Linked DNA regions of Mus musculus: all the other regions are linked to region 1. The links are chromatin contacts, called in public Hi-C and promoter capture Hi-C maps. All regions are on one chromosome and are shown on one strand. Each heading gives the region's core, a stretch centred on a gene start, on an enhancer-like site or on the middle of the called end of the contact. The rest is flanking DNA. Distances are from core to core; before and after follow the strand shown.

Region 1 (3,489 bases), core at 570-3,069:
CCCACCCCCACCCCACCCCTCGGTCTCAGAATGCTGCTGTCGTCAGCCAATGTGTCTCTGAGCTAGATTCTCTGCAAGGAGACCCTGAAAGACCAAAGATGTTTAGCTGAGGATGTACCACCCCCAGAGGCTTGGTTCCTGGACTGAATAAAAAGGGGATGAAATGGGGAGGCCAGGTGAACACCAGAATACAAGGCTCTCTGTTTTCTGGCTGTGGGCACAGTATGATCTGTTCCCATGGCTGTCTTTTCTTACTGCTGCGACTGCTTGGCCATGGGATCTTTAGGCTTTTGGAACTAGCTTGCAGGAGGAATTTGGAAGAGTTTGGACCAATGAGCTAAAGCCCTTACATAATACAGCATAGCTTAAATGGTTATTCTGGTGGGAGGGTGGAAGACCAGGAACTGCTAGAAACATACTGTCCTAGTTAGGGTTTCTATTGCTGCAACAGCACTCCATGACCAGAGCACCTTGGGGAGGAAAGGGTTCATCGGGCTTACAATTCCTCAGCACCGCTCATCACTGGAGGAAGTCACGACAGGAACTCAAACGGGGCAGGAACTGGAGACAGGAACTAAAGCAGATGCCATAGAGGGATGCTGCTTACTGGCTTGCTCCCTGTGGCTTGCTCAGTCTGCTTCCTTACAGAACCCAGAACCACCAGCCCAGGGATGAACACACCCACAATGTACTGGACCCTCTCTCAATCACTAATTAAGAAAACGACCTATTAAGCCTGCCTATAGACCAGGACCAGGCGTATGGAGGCATTTAATTACTTGAGGTGATTGCCTCAGATATTTTAGCTTATGTCAAGTTGACATAAAACTGTCCAGTACACATAGGTAGTGAAGCTTTGACTGATGATGTTTCAGAGGGCGACAAAGGCTTATCAGGAACAGAACACGAGGCCATTCTATTACATCCTGGCAGATTAAGGTGGCTACACTCTTCTTGTCCCGAGAGCTTGAGGCTGAATTCAAAGCCAGTGGGCTGATTTGTTTGGCAGAGGACATTTCTAGACAATCTACCATTTAGTCTGTGGCATGGTTAGTGCCCACTTCTTTTCAACAGGTTCACAGAAAGAGAACAGAAAAAATGGATAAGGGCCAGATGAAAATATACAGCTTAGAGAAGAAAGGGTATTTAAAGTTGTAGATGTGAAGGGTGTGGAGAAAGCACGTGTCATTGCTAAAGAACTTAATGTTAACTAAATAGAAGCTTTTCGCTTAGCACTGGAGTGACAGCACCTGAAGTTACTTCTCAGGTCCCAGCCCAAGAAGAGCAACTGTCATGGACACACCCTAAAATGTCCTTTATTTGGTGTGTTCTTGGATTGTGTTCTTCCCTGAACCAAAATCGGCTATAAGGATAATCTAATTCCGGCCTTGTTCTCTTGAGTCTACTTTCCCTTAAAGTCTTAATTTCTTCAGCTGTGAATTCTTTCACCTCTAGAGTTTTCGAGACTCTGAACTTAGTGGCCCCAAAGGAACACTTGATAGTGTGTGTGTGTGTGTATGTGTGTGTGTGTGTGTATGTGTGTGTGTGTGTGTGTGTGTGTATGTGTGTGTGTGTATGTGTGTGTGTGTTTGTGTGTGTATGTGTGTGTGTGTGTGTATGTGTGTGTGTGTGTATGTGTGTGTGTGTATGTGTGTGTGTGTGTATGTGTGTGTGTGTGTATGTGTGTGTGTGTATGTGTGTGTATGTGTGTGTGTGTATGTGTGTGTATGTGTGTGTGTATGTGTGTGTGTATGTGTGTGTGTGTATGTGTGTGTGTGTGTATGTGTGTGTGTGTGTATGTGTGTGTGTGTATGTGTGTGTATGTGTGTGTGTGTATGTGTGTGTGTATGTGTGTGTGTATGTGTGTATGTGTGTGTGTGTGTGTCTGTAGTTTGTAATAAAAACAAGTGGAAAAAAGGTTTGGTAAGGGCCAAGCTTCCACAATATCTTTTTAAACAATCTATCAAGTCCAGGAAAGAGAGCCACCCACTCTCAGACCGTGGGTCCTCTCCTCCCTTCTATTTGTTGTGAGAGGAAGATGTTACCCTGTAATTCCATAGTCCCAGATCCCCTACCCCTACGAAGCCCCAAATATTTCTCTAAGCTACATCAACCCAGAAAACAAGGAAAGAGGTGCATTCTCCGAGGGTGGGGCCACTCCCTGTGCTGATCTAGGGTAAAGGGCTGGCTTTTGGCCCCAAGCCCAAGAGTCCTCTTTGCATGCCAAAGACTGCTCCTGCGCTGAGCCTGTGAGGATGGATAACTGCCAGGGTCTGGGCTGGGCACTGACAGTGTTGAGCCTAGCTCTTGGCTCCCGAGCCCACGCCTCCGCCTCAGGGCCAGACAGAGCCCTGGTTTGGAACTCCTTTCCCCACACCCCCTTGAAGCCCTGAGATATCAGCGCTTCTTAACTGCACTTGGGAATGGGGAGGAGTGGTTAAAGGGACCACAACCAAATTGCCTCTCTCAGAGGGAAGACATTTTCAAGAGGCAGAGAGTTCAAGTGAATGAAGGAGTTTCACAGTTGAGTTAATGTGAAGAAGACGTCATCCCAGAGGGTCTTGTGAATGGTTTGTGAATATTGCCAATAACATCTGTTTCCTCCTTAACACCTTAGGGGGTTTGTTTAGAGGGATCCTTTGGCCTTGATTGAAAAGATGAAGCCTGAGAACCTTCGCTTCCCTGGGCCACAGACCCTCCTCACGCCCGAATAGTCTACACCCTGGGTGACAGATGACTTAGTCCAGTCTGGAGGGCAGGGGGCCTACCTCTGTGCCCAGAGCTCCCTTCAAGGACCTCACCCTCAGAGTCCCACCCACCAGCCAATGAGGACTCGGGGAAGTGAGGTCACTGCATCCTGATTCCCGGCCCAACAAGGGAGACTAAGACTTGGAGGGGGTAGTAACTAGCAGATGCCACCACCGATGTTGGTAAAGAAGTATCGAAGGGCAAATGAGTCAGCAGTAGGTTTAAGCAATGAACAGTTGCACCACGGGGTGTTTCTCAAATTCTTGTCTACTTTTAGAAAGTACGCAATGCCATTCAGTGGGCACCGTGATTCTGAAATAGCTGCGAAAATGTTAAAAATGCTGTGGGCAAAGATGTGCCCTCATTGACCTCTTTCTGAAAACAATAGTCCACAATTGTGTGGCGCGCCCTTCAGCAGCCTGGCTGCTCCCTCTGATCCTTGTTGGTGACATGAAGGGAATGCATGAAACTCTCTCTCTGGAGGCTCCTTCCAGCCTCGAATTCTGATACCTGACACTAGGCCCACATTCCTGATACTCCGGCTGCATCTCTACAGGACCAAGACCACCAAGCCAATCGGGTGAGTGTGGACAAAATGTTCTCCCCAATCGATTCTTTGGCACAGGGTAGTTGAAACAATTAGTTAGCTGGCATTGGTTTTCATTTCACAACTGGCGGCTCTGGCATCATCGTGACCAGCGGTTTTTCCCACAGCGGTGTCCTAACATGCTGCATGCCTGG
Region 2 (3,489 bases), core at 604-3,103, 470 kb before region 1:
TTATTCATATGAAGTTTGCTTAGCATCTGCTTCTCCAGCTGGATGGCTAGTTTTAGATGACTGGTGTGCAGGAGCTGTAGGTGGAACTTTGTAAGGGATTGCTGGTGTGTGCAGGGTTCCCTTGTCAGCCTTCTGCTCCTCCAGGCTTGGTCTTGAGGCCCAGGCCCTATGAGTTGGGGTGCAGGTGTATTGAGTACCCTCATTGGAGCTTCTTTACCTTTTACTGCAGCGGATGGGAGAGAGCTCACTGTGTTTACATGGCAGATCGACAGACAGTGTCATGTGCTAGTTTGACGGTAGGGATATCCAGATTATTAGCCCAGTTAGCAGGGAGACTTCACATCATTCAACTCACCTTATTGTATCCACTTGTGATTTCTTATAAAAAGGGAGGAAGTTCTGGTAGCACTTTGCTGGTCCCTTCCAGCGTGTGTTAAACCTCCAACTCAGCGTTTTCCCAGGAAAATGTCCGAGTTCCTTCCTGCCGCCTGAGCTACTTGGAGCCTTTCTGTCAGAGCACAACTGTGGCTTGCCTGGAAGATTGCTCTGAGCCCCACCTCCTCCCTCTAAAAGCTTTTCGCCTCACTCCGCCTGCTTTGCCTACTCCAGTCCTCCTCTGAGGAAGAGTAGCTGACTCCTTCAGCTCAGGCAGGCTTATCTGCAGGGGAGCTTAGTTAGTTCTGGGCTGCCTGGATCTAGAAATAGCAGAGCTGTGGAAGATGACTGCTCCTCTGGGTAAAGAACAGCAGGTAGAGGAAGGCAGTTCCTCTTGTAAGGAGAGTTCTCAATCCAAGAAGATAGAAATGAGCCTGATACTGTTGAAGGAAACTGACAAATGTAAAACTCAGTGCAGTAAAACCCTGCAGCCTTTCGTTTCTTACCACATCACCTAGCAAGAAATGTGTTCTGAGGGCTGGAGCGGTAGTGTTTCGTCCTGTCCTGCCTGTCTGTGTTATAGATCTGCTCGCATGTACTCAGGGAAGCAGGTGCTCTCTGGCAGAGTCCCGTTGTTTCTGTTCTCTTTCCTCATCTCGCTCTTAGTAGATGTCCCTGCAGGTGTGATCATGGCTGTGCTTGCTTTTGCATTTTATTTGGATCCCTCCCCCATCCTAGGTTCTTCCATCTCCACTCGATGATCTCTCTCCCAGGAATGGATTCTCCTACAGGAAATAAGAGGTGACCCCTTGTATTTCAAATGAAGAGTCTCTCCTAGTGAACAGTCTAGGCAGCTTGGTTGGTGGCTCGCTCCTGCGCCTGTCATGTTAGCCTCACAGGAGCTCCTTGTGTACCTTGTGTCGCTTGTAAAGCCTTGCTGTGGCTTTCCATGCAACACGAACCCGTCGTGAATTCTTAGCGTTGTTAAATTGTCTCTCATTTAGCTGCCTTGCTGTGGTTCATCCAGAAAGAGCAGCTTCTTGAACATGAATTCACTACCTCAGAAAGGGGCAACAACAAAACCGCCTTCTACTTTGCTTGAGCAACAACAACATTTAAACTGTTTCTGTAATGCCGTGGTGTACTCTACAAACTACATTTGTGCAGTTTAAGCAAGACTCGTGTCCTGCTTCTAGAATTTAAATCAGTTGATGCTTTCATTGGCATATTTTCTTGCTGATATTTATAGATACATATTTAAGGAGACTTGTCAAGGCTTTTAAATAGTGAGGTAGACTGGTCCTCATTTTAACTTTTTTTTGTTGTTGTTGTTGTTGTTGTGGGGTTTTTTTTTTTTTTTTTTTTTTTTTTTTTTTTTTTTTTTTTTTTTTTTTTTGATACAGGGTCTGGTTCTAGCTGCCCTAGAACTTGCTATGTAGATTCACCTCCCTCTGCATTCTAAATGTCTGGATAAAAGGCATGTGCTACCACGCCCTGCTCACATTAACTGTTTTAATGTCCTCCTTTAAACTTGGTACTTCGTACTAGTAGTAGGAGATTTAAAAAATATAGCTGCTAGAAAAGGTAAGCTTTGCCTCATTGATGTTGTGGGAGGTCGCAAGCCTTCAGCAGGTTCCTCTTCTCTTTATAGATAGGCTTACTTTCTTTGCTCTTTTTTTTTTTTTCTTTTTCCTTTCCTGACCTCTCAGATCCTGGGATGATAGTCTATACCTGGCTCATTCCCCTCTGATTACCATCTTACATCATTCTTTCTTCCCAATTGCATGGTCTTCATTACTAAAGTTTCTCTTTCTCCTTTTCTCCCTCTTCAACAAGTCCATCTCGGCTCTGTTGTTTGCTTGTTGTGGGCTGGTCTGTCTACTTTGGGGATCTTAAGCTTCTGTGGTAAGGAGAGCTAACTGCTTTCACATGCAATCTGGCACAGAGGCCATAACATTCTAAGCACAGTGTTTATATATGTGTGTGTGTGTAAGGGGAACACATGGATTTTATAGCTCAATGTTCCCATCCATGCATTCAAATAGTTGTGCACTGGAAACATTTTGGGGAAAACCATACATCTATATTCAATAAGAACTGATTTTTCTTATCCAAATAGTCAAATCTAGGACTTCACAAAAACTTGCCATTATTTCTTAAACAAATGAGCATTCAAATAACCTAGCCCCTTCATTCCATTTTCCCTGCTTCCCTCCTTTCCTTCCCCCTCACCTCACTGCACACAGGGGTGTGTGTGTGTGTGTGTGTGTGTGAGAGAGAGAGAGAGAGAGACCGGGGGGGGGGGTGTTGATTGATTATTAGTTTGTCATGGAGAGCTAATCTTTGGATACTGAGGGATTTTTTAGAGTCTTGGTGGCCCTGAATTCATGTTCTGAACTTGGAGATTAGGGTCTCTGGTGTTTCTGTTTCTGGCTGTTCTTTGACCTTGCCATGTCTCCTTTACCTCTGTTCCCCTTCCCTGCTAGGAAATTGATGCCCATATGTACACTTCTAAGGGATCCCCTGGTGCAGAGTTCTACAAGGGCAAATCATTTGATTGTTAACGTTAGATTCACTGCAAATATGGCAACCCAACATTATTGCTTCTCATTTGCTGCAAATGAGCTGCAAGCCTTCTGGGCTTACACAGGACTGCTCTGAGGACAAAGATTAAGTGGATCTCTGCTGGTGCCATATATTTTGATTGAACAGTAGAGCTGCGGTGCGTTTTCAGGGTCTGCCACCGACCGCCTCTGCCCTTGTCTCCCTTCCACAGCTCTGTGCCCTGTTGGTTCTCACACTAGCCCCCTTCCCCCGCTGAGCTTTTTCTTTTGAAAAGAGGCCAGCTCAGTTTCTCGTAAGGTGTCAGTTTTGAACTCCTTGTGTTAAAATCTTTGTGTTAAAACTGGGGCTCAGAATGCTCATTTTTGTCAACTGCTAGCCTTGAGCTTGAGAGTCCCTGCTCTAGATTGTTACTCTAGCAGTTGAAGAGTGGGCGCTTACCAAAGCTGTCTCCCAGGAGTTTGGTTTCTGACAATGTCTTTTTTTTTTCCTGGATTTCGAAGTAGTTTCCATATGAGCACTGCTATATCCCCAAGGTCACAGAGCCAAGAG
Region 3 (3,489 bases), core at 482-2,981, 390 kb before region 1:
GACTTTTTATAATTTAATTTTTAAACAGAATTTTTTTAAAGGTTGTTTTATGTAACGTATCTTAAATTCTTTACATTTTAAAAATAGACAGAGGAAGGGAGAAAAATGGACTGGTAAAAAGCATATGCATGGACCAAGCAGTGATTCTTTTTGTTTCTAAAGCTTTTTAACCTCAGATTAAGACAAGTCTGAATTTTGTTGGTTTATTGACTTGAAACAGACATCCTGATGTTACTGGCAAGAAGGCCAGTATGGAGATAGGATTATCCCCATCTTCACCTCTACCCCCTCACACAGATGGTAAATAAAACTGACTAGACATTTAATTTATTCATCTCATCATTTCCAGCTTTTAAGTAGGAAAATTGTACTTCTAGGCTGAACTGTGCCTTTATCATTGTTGTGAGTGGACAGTACACTTCCTTCAAAGGTCACATAAAGAGTGTTAGGAGAGGCTTCCCCTTCTCCCCTGGGCTTGGCCGTCCCTGGTCCAGAGCGTTCCTGAGAAGCAGCCACATTGTCATGCCACATTGGTCTTCCCCGACATTCTCTAGACCTCCAGCTAAGCATGGTTGTGGGAATGAGAGCTATATTCTACACATGTGCTAGTACCATAAATATAGTTAAATGCAGGGACTGTAGACCAGGAATAGTCTTTGCATGTGTGTTTCCTTTCTGTGTGTATACAAACACTAGAACCTTAGCCGGTTTTGTATTCACAGTTCGGGGAAAGCTTGCTGCTGTCCTATAGAGATTCCATCCTAATTTTCTCTATGGCTAATTTTCTACTTGAAAATGCAGTTATCAGTTGATTTTAACACTGGTACTGTTGTCTACTATATCCATGCTTATGATCCTGTTTTCCGCTTTCTCACTTACTGCCTACTTCATCAGTCACAAAACAACACTGTTGATTGTATCGGCTTATTATTGTCGTTGTTAAAACAAGAGAAAAAGATACAGGAAAAGCTGTGTTTCCCAGAGGTATCATCTGCTAACATTTGAGTGTCTATCAGTCCAGTGTTTTTATGCACATGGCTCTTAGCATAATGTTCACTTCGACTAGTAATTACATGCTGCTTACTGCTTTGTAACCCTCAACATGATGATTTCCCTACGTCGATAAGTAGTCTTCTACATGAGATACTTTTATCATTTAATACCAAGTGAATGTTTAACCAACATCCTGCTGCTGGCCATTTGTAGTGGTTTAGTGGTAGGCATTGAACCACATAGACTTGAGTTTGAATCCCTGAAGTGGCATTACCTAACCTGGGCTGTCATAAGCATTAAATGACATAATATATGCTAAGTACTTAGTGCGATGCTCGGCACATCTTGACTGCTCAATCGATATCAGCAAACTTCTGAGTCAGGACTTAGGAAAATTAAGAACAGAAAGCAGTATATAATATGACAAATAAAATGAGCTTGTTCTAGTTTATGTCCTGATAAAGACAAAATGAGTATGAGCGTGAGCATGCGCATGTGTGATGAGCAGTGGGGACAGAGAAAGATGCATTGAGTACTTAGGAGGGAGATAACCTACAATCCAAGACTGAAGGTGGTTGTTTGTCCTTCAGAAAGGCCTTGCTGCCTAGGAGCTGGGCTCTCCTGAATCCCAGAGTAAGAGGAGTGGACCTGGGGAAGGCAGAGTAGGAGAGAACTTAAACACCCCACTCCCTGCCTTCCTTGGTTTGCAGGCATGTTTCACAGCCAGGAGAGTTCCCATGGGAACTGACTTCTGAGGACTGTAGCCTAAGGGAAGCTGAAGAAAGGGCAAAACGTGCCCCTCCTACTTGTTCTTCTGTGCCAAGTTTCTCTGAAAGTCTTCAGCTTGAAATTAAGGATTCCATATCCATTGACCTTAACCGTCTAGTCATCAGTGAGGAAGAAATGCTACATGCCTTCCTGTGTGCTTTCTGCATGGACCCAACATTTCGAAAGAGCTCCCCACATACCCTCAATCCCTCTCTCTCCTACTTTAACATATTTGCTTTTAAATGCAACACTGTTAATTGTGATGAATTCAGGTATTGACAAAGTTTGAAATAGTATTATGAAGTCAGTTACTTCTGGTCATACAGGCAACATATTTTTGCTTAATATCTTTTGATGCTTTGAGTTAGTAAGCTGTTATGGTTGATATTAATGGATGATGGCTATAGTATAGTCAAGGGTTAAGCAGTGAAGAGTTTATTCTGGTATTGAATACAGAGAATGTTCCAAGTTAAACTGGAATAGAAATGCTACTTTATTGAGAAATGTATGTAGTCTGTGTAAGGCAGAATGGTTAGGAAAACACAATGCTGTTTTATTACTGTGTTCCCCCTTTCCCATGGTTTTACCTTTAAATAAAATCACTTTTAAAATTAAGTATTTGCCAAAATACTTAATTGAAATAAAATGCCCAGTTCTAACACACTTTCAACAGCAGGGTCTTTTTTTTTTTAAATCTCAAAAATTAACTGCCAGATTGTTCTCCTCTCCAGTGATTTCCAGCCAGCAGTCAGGGGCTCGTGTTCAAGAAAGCATTGAAGTCACTTTGTTTTGTAAGCATTCAAGCTAAATTCCTTGAAGTAGATGAAATCTCTCTATTTTTGGAGAAAGAACACAAGTTTAGCATCAGCTCTGGGGGTTTCATCGTGGCCGCCTGAATCTATGAGCTTTTTCTTTGAAGACCAAACCAGTTTAGGTTCAAGACTCACTTTAACATTTTCCCCAGAATTAAATTCTGATTTACAGAGAATTTCACTGCTCTAAACATTTTATCTTTCCTTCTTATCTTTGGTAAAGGTAGTTAGTCTTCTAGATGCTAAATGCAGCTTCTTTGCAACTTATACACATGCAGGTTTCCTCAAGACAGTCATTCTTTTCCCCAGCCTTGTACACATGGGGGTGAGACTTTGTTAACCTGTGTGAAGGACAGAGGTCAACTGAATGTCATTTTCAGTGGCAGTCCAGCATGGTTTTTTTTTTGTGGCAGGGTCTTTCATCAGGACTTGGGATTCACAGATTATTCTACATTGGTGGCTAGCCAGCAAGCTCTACACTTTTAAAGTTTTGTTCTATTTTTATTTTATTTTTATTTGTTTATTTATTTTGGTGTTTCTAGGCAGAGTTTGTATGTAGCCCTGGCTGTCCTGGAACTCATGCTGTAGACCAAGCTGGTCTCGAAATTATGGAGCGCCATCTGCCTCTGTCTCACGGGTGCGGGAATTAAAGGCACATACCACCACCTCCTCATCTATTAGTGAGTTTCAAATGATAATTGATAGGCAATAGGGCTGTCATTTTTGGCTGTTCTCACTATTTTATTTTTTTAGTTCTTGACTCTAGGAAGCTTTACAAATATCTTGATCTTTCAATGTAAATAACATTGACTTAGGTCGCAGGCAGTATATTTGCCAAATGTAGGTCAAATATTTCTGACATGTTATATATAACTACAGATGTTTTGGACAGGCAGTGGTGGCACAAGCCTTTTAT
Region 4 (3,489 bases), core at 535-3,034, 280 kb before region 1:
TGCAAGGACTCCATCCTCAGAGACAGTTGGAGAAAGAAGGCTCGAATCAAATCCACACCTTGCTGGAGGGCCAAATTTGTGTTTCTGTTGGTGGCAGTTGTAGTAGAGGAAGGCTACAGGGCAGTGCGAGTCTCTTCCTGTGGATATTTGTGCCCTGTTCTTAAGCTTTCTGTAGGTGAGAGGTTTCTTGGCTGTGGATTCTTGTTCTGGGGTTTGAGGTATATATTCAGCTCATTCTTCTATCTACACAAAAAACTAAAGCAGCATCTTGGCAGCGTGGAGTTTAGTCCAGGATGGAAAACAGAAAAGGTCTGATTGTTTCTCAGAAACCTGGCTTCAGATCCATAGAGGACCAAAGACACTGTCTTCTAAACTCAGCTCCTTCAACAGAGCCAGCTCATGGAGGTTCTGCAGGATGCTGCTCATTCCACCTCAATTAGAAGGAAGCCATGATACTGCTTGAGTATGTCAATCATTTCTTCTGTAGACTTAGCATTCTCCTAAGTGTCATAGTTCCAAGACATTGCCTAAGTTAACTTCCAGTCTGAAAGATAGATTACATAGCAGCAAATACATGCTACAAAGCATAACCACAAGTCTTTGGGAGGTAGACTTCCCTTGTGTGTAGGATGGGTGTAGGGGAGGAAGTCAGGCATCCTAAACTGGAGCCTAGGAGTAGATATGAAGGCCATAGTCAAAGCTAAAACAGTGAGAGAAGCTCGTTAGAGAAATGGGTAATTGGTTTGGCCTTGGATGTATAATATTTATAGTTTCCATGGCAATGTTGCGGCTCATCAGAAGAGCCTGGGCAGATGCTCAGATCATGGAGTACTCCGCATGTGTGCAGTGCCTGCAGAACAGCTTTAGGAGTGGTGTATTCCACCCCATATGTGAAGTGAACACCCAAGAACTCCAGCATAAGGCTACGAATTCCTATGCAGACAGGAGCTGCTACCCTGTGAATAACAGAACCATTGAGAGTGGTTCTGGGAGGCTAAGGAGATGGAGAACTCGGAGGAGCCAGCACAGTCAGAGTTAAAACATCAAGTGTGCAAAGCACTGACATGATCTTATACTGTTTAATCAGTCAGAAAGTCATAGGTGACCTTTGTAGATATATTTTCATCAGTTATCAACCAAAGGCAGATTCCAGGTGACTAGAAAATACCCATGGCTGCTGGTAAGGAGCAGACTTACCAGATAAAGACTGCTTAGCTCAAAGTCTATCAGAGAATGGAAAATAGCACATATGAATGAGAGTTGACTGGGTAACATGGCAAAAGGATGCCGGCATCTACTGTACTTCTAAAATTGACACATGCTGTCAAGTCATGAGGTTGTATGTTAGAGTTAGAAAGCTATCTAGTATAGCTATTTGTTTTTCTTAAAACAATCCTCGATTGTTAGCTAAAACTCAACAAAATCTTCATATCAAAAAGATAGACTAGCCAAGGCTGGTGGTAGAAGCCTATAATCACAGTACTGAGGAAATGGAGGCTAGATGATCGAGAGTTCGAGGCTATATATCTAGACTAACCTGAGCTACATGAGACCCTGTCTTCCAAAGAGGTTGTGCAGAGATAGGGAGGATGGAGAAAAATCTTAGGGAACATGCAGTTTAAAGAGATGAGGGGCCCTGATGCAAATTCGAGAATTCAAGGAGATTGTGAGTGGACAAGGCAAAGCTGACCTGGGGATGAAAGTTCGCTGGAACATGGGTGGTGTGAGTCTGCTAAGAGAGACCTTTGTGACCTCAAGGTGAATGAGCATAAGCATAGGCCTGGAGACCTGAGCTGTGACTGTTGGGACAGTCTATTCTCATGGCACAACTCACTCCACACCATATGAAACTAACTGCAAAAATGGTCTCTATCACAACTCGATCGCAGTTCGCAAGGGGAAAGTCAAGACATTTGTTGAACTCCATCCCTCCTTGCCGCTCTCATTAATCCTGGCCTTTTGGAGAGCTCTCTGTACTTGAAGGTGGGGTGGATACTTTGCATTTTTATGTGGCCTTTTTTGGGCAGACGGCCCCACAGCTTGATAGGGAGTGGCATTTGGCCGGAGCCAGCTGGTCTCTCTGTCACGGTTCCTGCACCCCTGTACGTGAAGTGATTGTTTAGTCAGATGGGATAGCAGGTGGGGCTGGGAAAGTCAGCTGCAGCTAACAGGTCAGTGCCTCCTGACAGCTCGTGCCCTTTAGTCCTTTCAGCACCTGGCCTAGGTTTGGTCAGCGAGCAGACGACCTTAGCCGATCAGAGCTGAGAGTGCTGAAGGTCCCTAAGCCTGCTGCTGTGCCTCCTGTGCACACTTATTTTGCTCTTGGAGGCAAATCACAGTTGGTGATCCTGAGAACCCAAGGCAGCTTATGTTTGTTTTTAAGGCATCAGTTTTCCTCCAGCAGCATTTAGTAAGCCACACACGTTTCCTTCCATTAGAACAAAAGCAGCAAACCTTAGTCTTTGAATTCACGTTAGCTCAGTCACTCACCGTGTGTGTGCAGCTTTATTTTGGTATCTTGTCTAAGAAAGACTGAAGCATATATTTGCAGCTCATGTGCCTCTTGATTCTTATTTTTTATGAGCATGGAGTGTGTGCCCTACTATTACCATGACCTTTGTGTGAAGGTTTTTTGTTGTAAATTACATGATACCCCTTGGGCATCAGGGCCATGCTGAGGGCACAGTTCAGGAAGTTGTCATACTGACTAAGCATAGCAGGTATCAAGGTAATGTCCTGTAAACAAAATGCCTTCTCCAGAACTAAAAGAGAAGAGTAATTTGAACCTTCAGGGTAAAGTAACGTAAGGAATCTTAAATCAGGTCTTTGGGATCTTTTGCCAACCTAGGTTGAAACACATACAAATTGTTTGCACTTCTATGCCTTAAAGTTGGTGCAGTCTGGTGAGTTACAAGCCAAGGTGAGCAGGGTGAGGGGCTGGGCTAGATAGCACTCACCTTACATAGAACTGACTCTTGGGACAAACTGTCTAGATGGCAGCAGCCACTTGGCAGGGGTTCCATGTGGACCACAGCAGGTGACTTACACTTAACCATTTACTTAGACACATGAGCTAGGACGAGAAAATGGGGCTTCCCTTTGCCTGCCCTTTGGCATCTCTTTTACTTTTTTGTGTCTTTCTGATTATAGCTCCCTGCCCCACCCCCTGGTGATGCAATCTGACAAGCTAGGCAATAAGGCTCTAGGTGTCTACGTTTTAATGACTGGTAGTGGATTTGTTCACGATGCACAAAAGGTGTGGCTATGTGTCTGTCCTTCCATCTTGAATGCCTTTGAATGGTGTTTCATTTCATTTCCTTCCTTCACTTCAAAGTCTCTTCCAGCCTGTCGTAATTGGAATATCAACTGCTTGTTTCAATAGACCAAAAACTTGTAATGAGAGCAAGGGAGGGAAGGTAAACAGGAGCATCCTTCTCATCTCCGGGCCCCAGGAATGGTAGATCCCCATTGATTACCAGTGCCTAACCA

What was found. Promoter capture Hi-C pulls out the DNA fragments that hold promoters and counts their contacts. A called contact is a pair of places that touch in the nucleus more often than the background predicts.
Region 2: a promoter capture Hi-C map of embryonic stem cells shows a contact between it and region 1, with 4 times the contacts expected there. The contact joins the enhancer-like site here to the promoter of Lnclep in region 1. A contact is called at or near these places in 17 of 39 promoter capture datasets (the C10 cell line, the HPC-7 cell line, HPC-7-derived erythroid cells and 11 more), 10 of 484 Hi-C or Micro-C datasets (the C10 cell line, CD4 T cells, LSK cells and 6 more) and 14 of 115 datasets of contacts at active chromatin or transcription factors (SST interneurons, embryonic basal ganglia, embryonic forebrain and 7 more).
Region 3: a contact with region 1 is called in a promoter capture Hi-C map of the 3T3-L1 cell line, with 5 times the contacts expected there. The contact joins the enhancer-like site here to the promoter of Lnclep in region 1. A contact is called at or near these places in 6 of 39 promoter capture datasets (the 3T3-L1 cell line, 3T3-L1-derived adipocytes, hippocampal neurons and 2 more), 1 of 15 datasets of contacts at CTCF or cohesin (the NIH/3T3 cell line), 2 of 484 Hi-C or Micro-C datasets (cortical neurons and nephron progenitors) and 1 of 9 other capture datasets (embryonic stem cells).
Region 4: a contact with region 1 is called in a Hi-C map of cerebellum, with 2.9 times the contacts expected there. The contact joins the enhancer-like site here to the promoter of Lnclep in region 1. A contact is called at or near these places in 2 of 39 promoter capture datasets (hippocampal neurons and stem cell-derived epiblast-like cells) and 6 of 484 Hi-C or Micro-C datasets (brain, cerebellum, extraembryonic endoderm stem cells and 3 more).

The regions. Positions count from the first base shown.
Region 1 is chr6:29,029,135-29,032,623 of GRCm38.p6, forward strand. Lnclep (a long non-coding RNA gene) reads left to right here and starts at 1,820. Exons shown (of 2, transcript XR_377380.2): 1 at 1,820-3,328.
Region 2 is chr6:28,554,613-28,558,101 of GRCm38.p6, forward strand. All of the region lies in intron 10 of Snd1 (staphylococcal nuclease and tudor domain containing 1), which reads left to right. Among named protein-coding and RNA genes, the nearest start is that of Snd1, 76 kb to the left of the region's middle. Within about 2 kb of position 1,854, at least 25 of the 459 cell types and tissues checked have an H3K27ac peak or open chromatin away from gene starts, as enhancers often do. A contact at or near this core is called in SST interneurons, cortical neurons, embryonic stem cells and 2 more, where this site is marked.
Region 3 is chr6:28,641,375-28,644,863 of GRCm38.p6, forward strand. The region is part of intron 11 of Snd1 (staphylococcal nuclease and tudor domain containing 1); the gene reads left to right. Among named protein-coding and RNA genes, the nearest start is that of Snd1, 160 kb to the left of the region's middle. Within about 2 kb of position 1,732, at least 3 of the 459 cell types and tissues checked have an H3K27ac peak or open chromatin away from gene starts, as enhancers often do. A contact at or near this core is called in cortical neurons, where this site is marked.
Region 4 is chr6:28,746,372-28,749,860 of GRCm38.p6, forward strand. The region is part of intron 15 of Snd1 (staphylococcal nuclease and tudor domain containing 1); the gene reads left to right. Among named protein-coding and RNA genes, the nearest start is that of Lrrc4, 84 kb to the right of the region's middle. Within about 2 kb of position 1,785, at least 27 of the 459 cell types and tissues checked have an H3K27ac peak or open chromatin away from gene starts, as enhancers often do. A contact at or near this core is called in cerebellum, where this site is marked.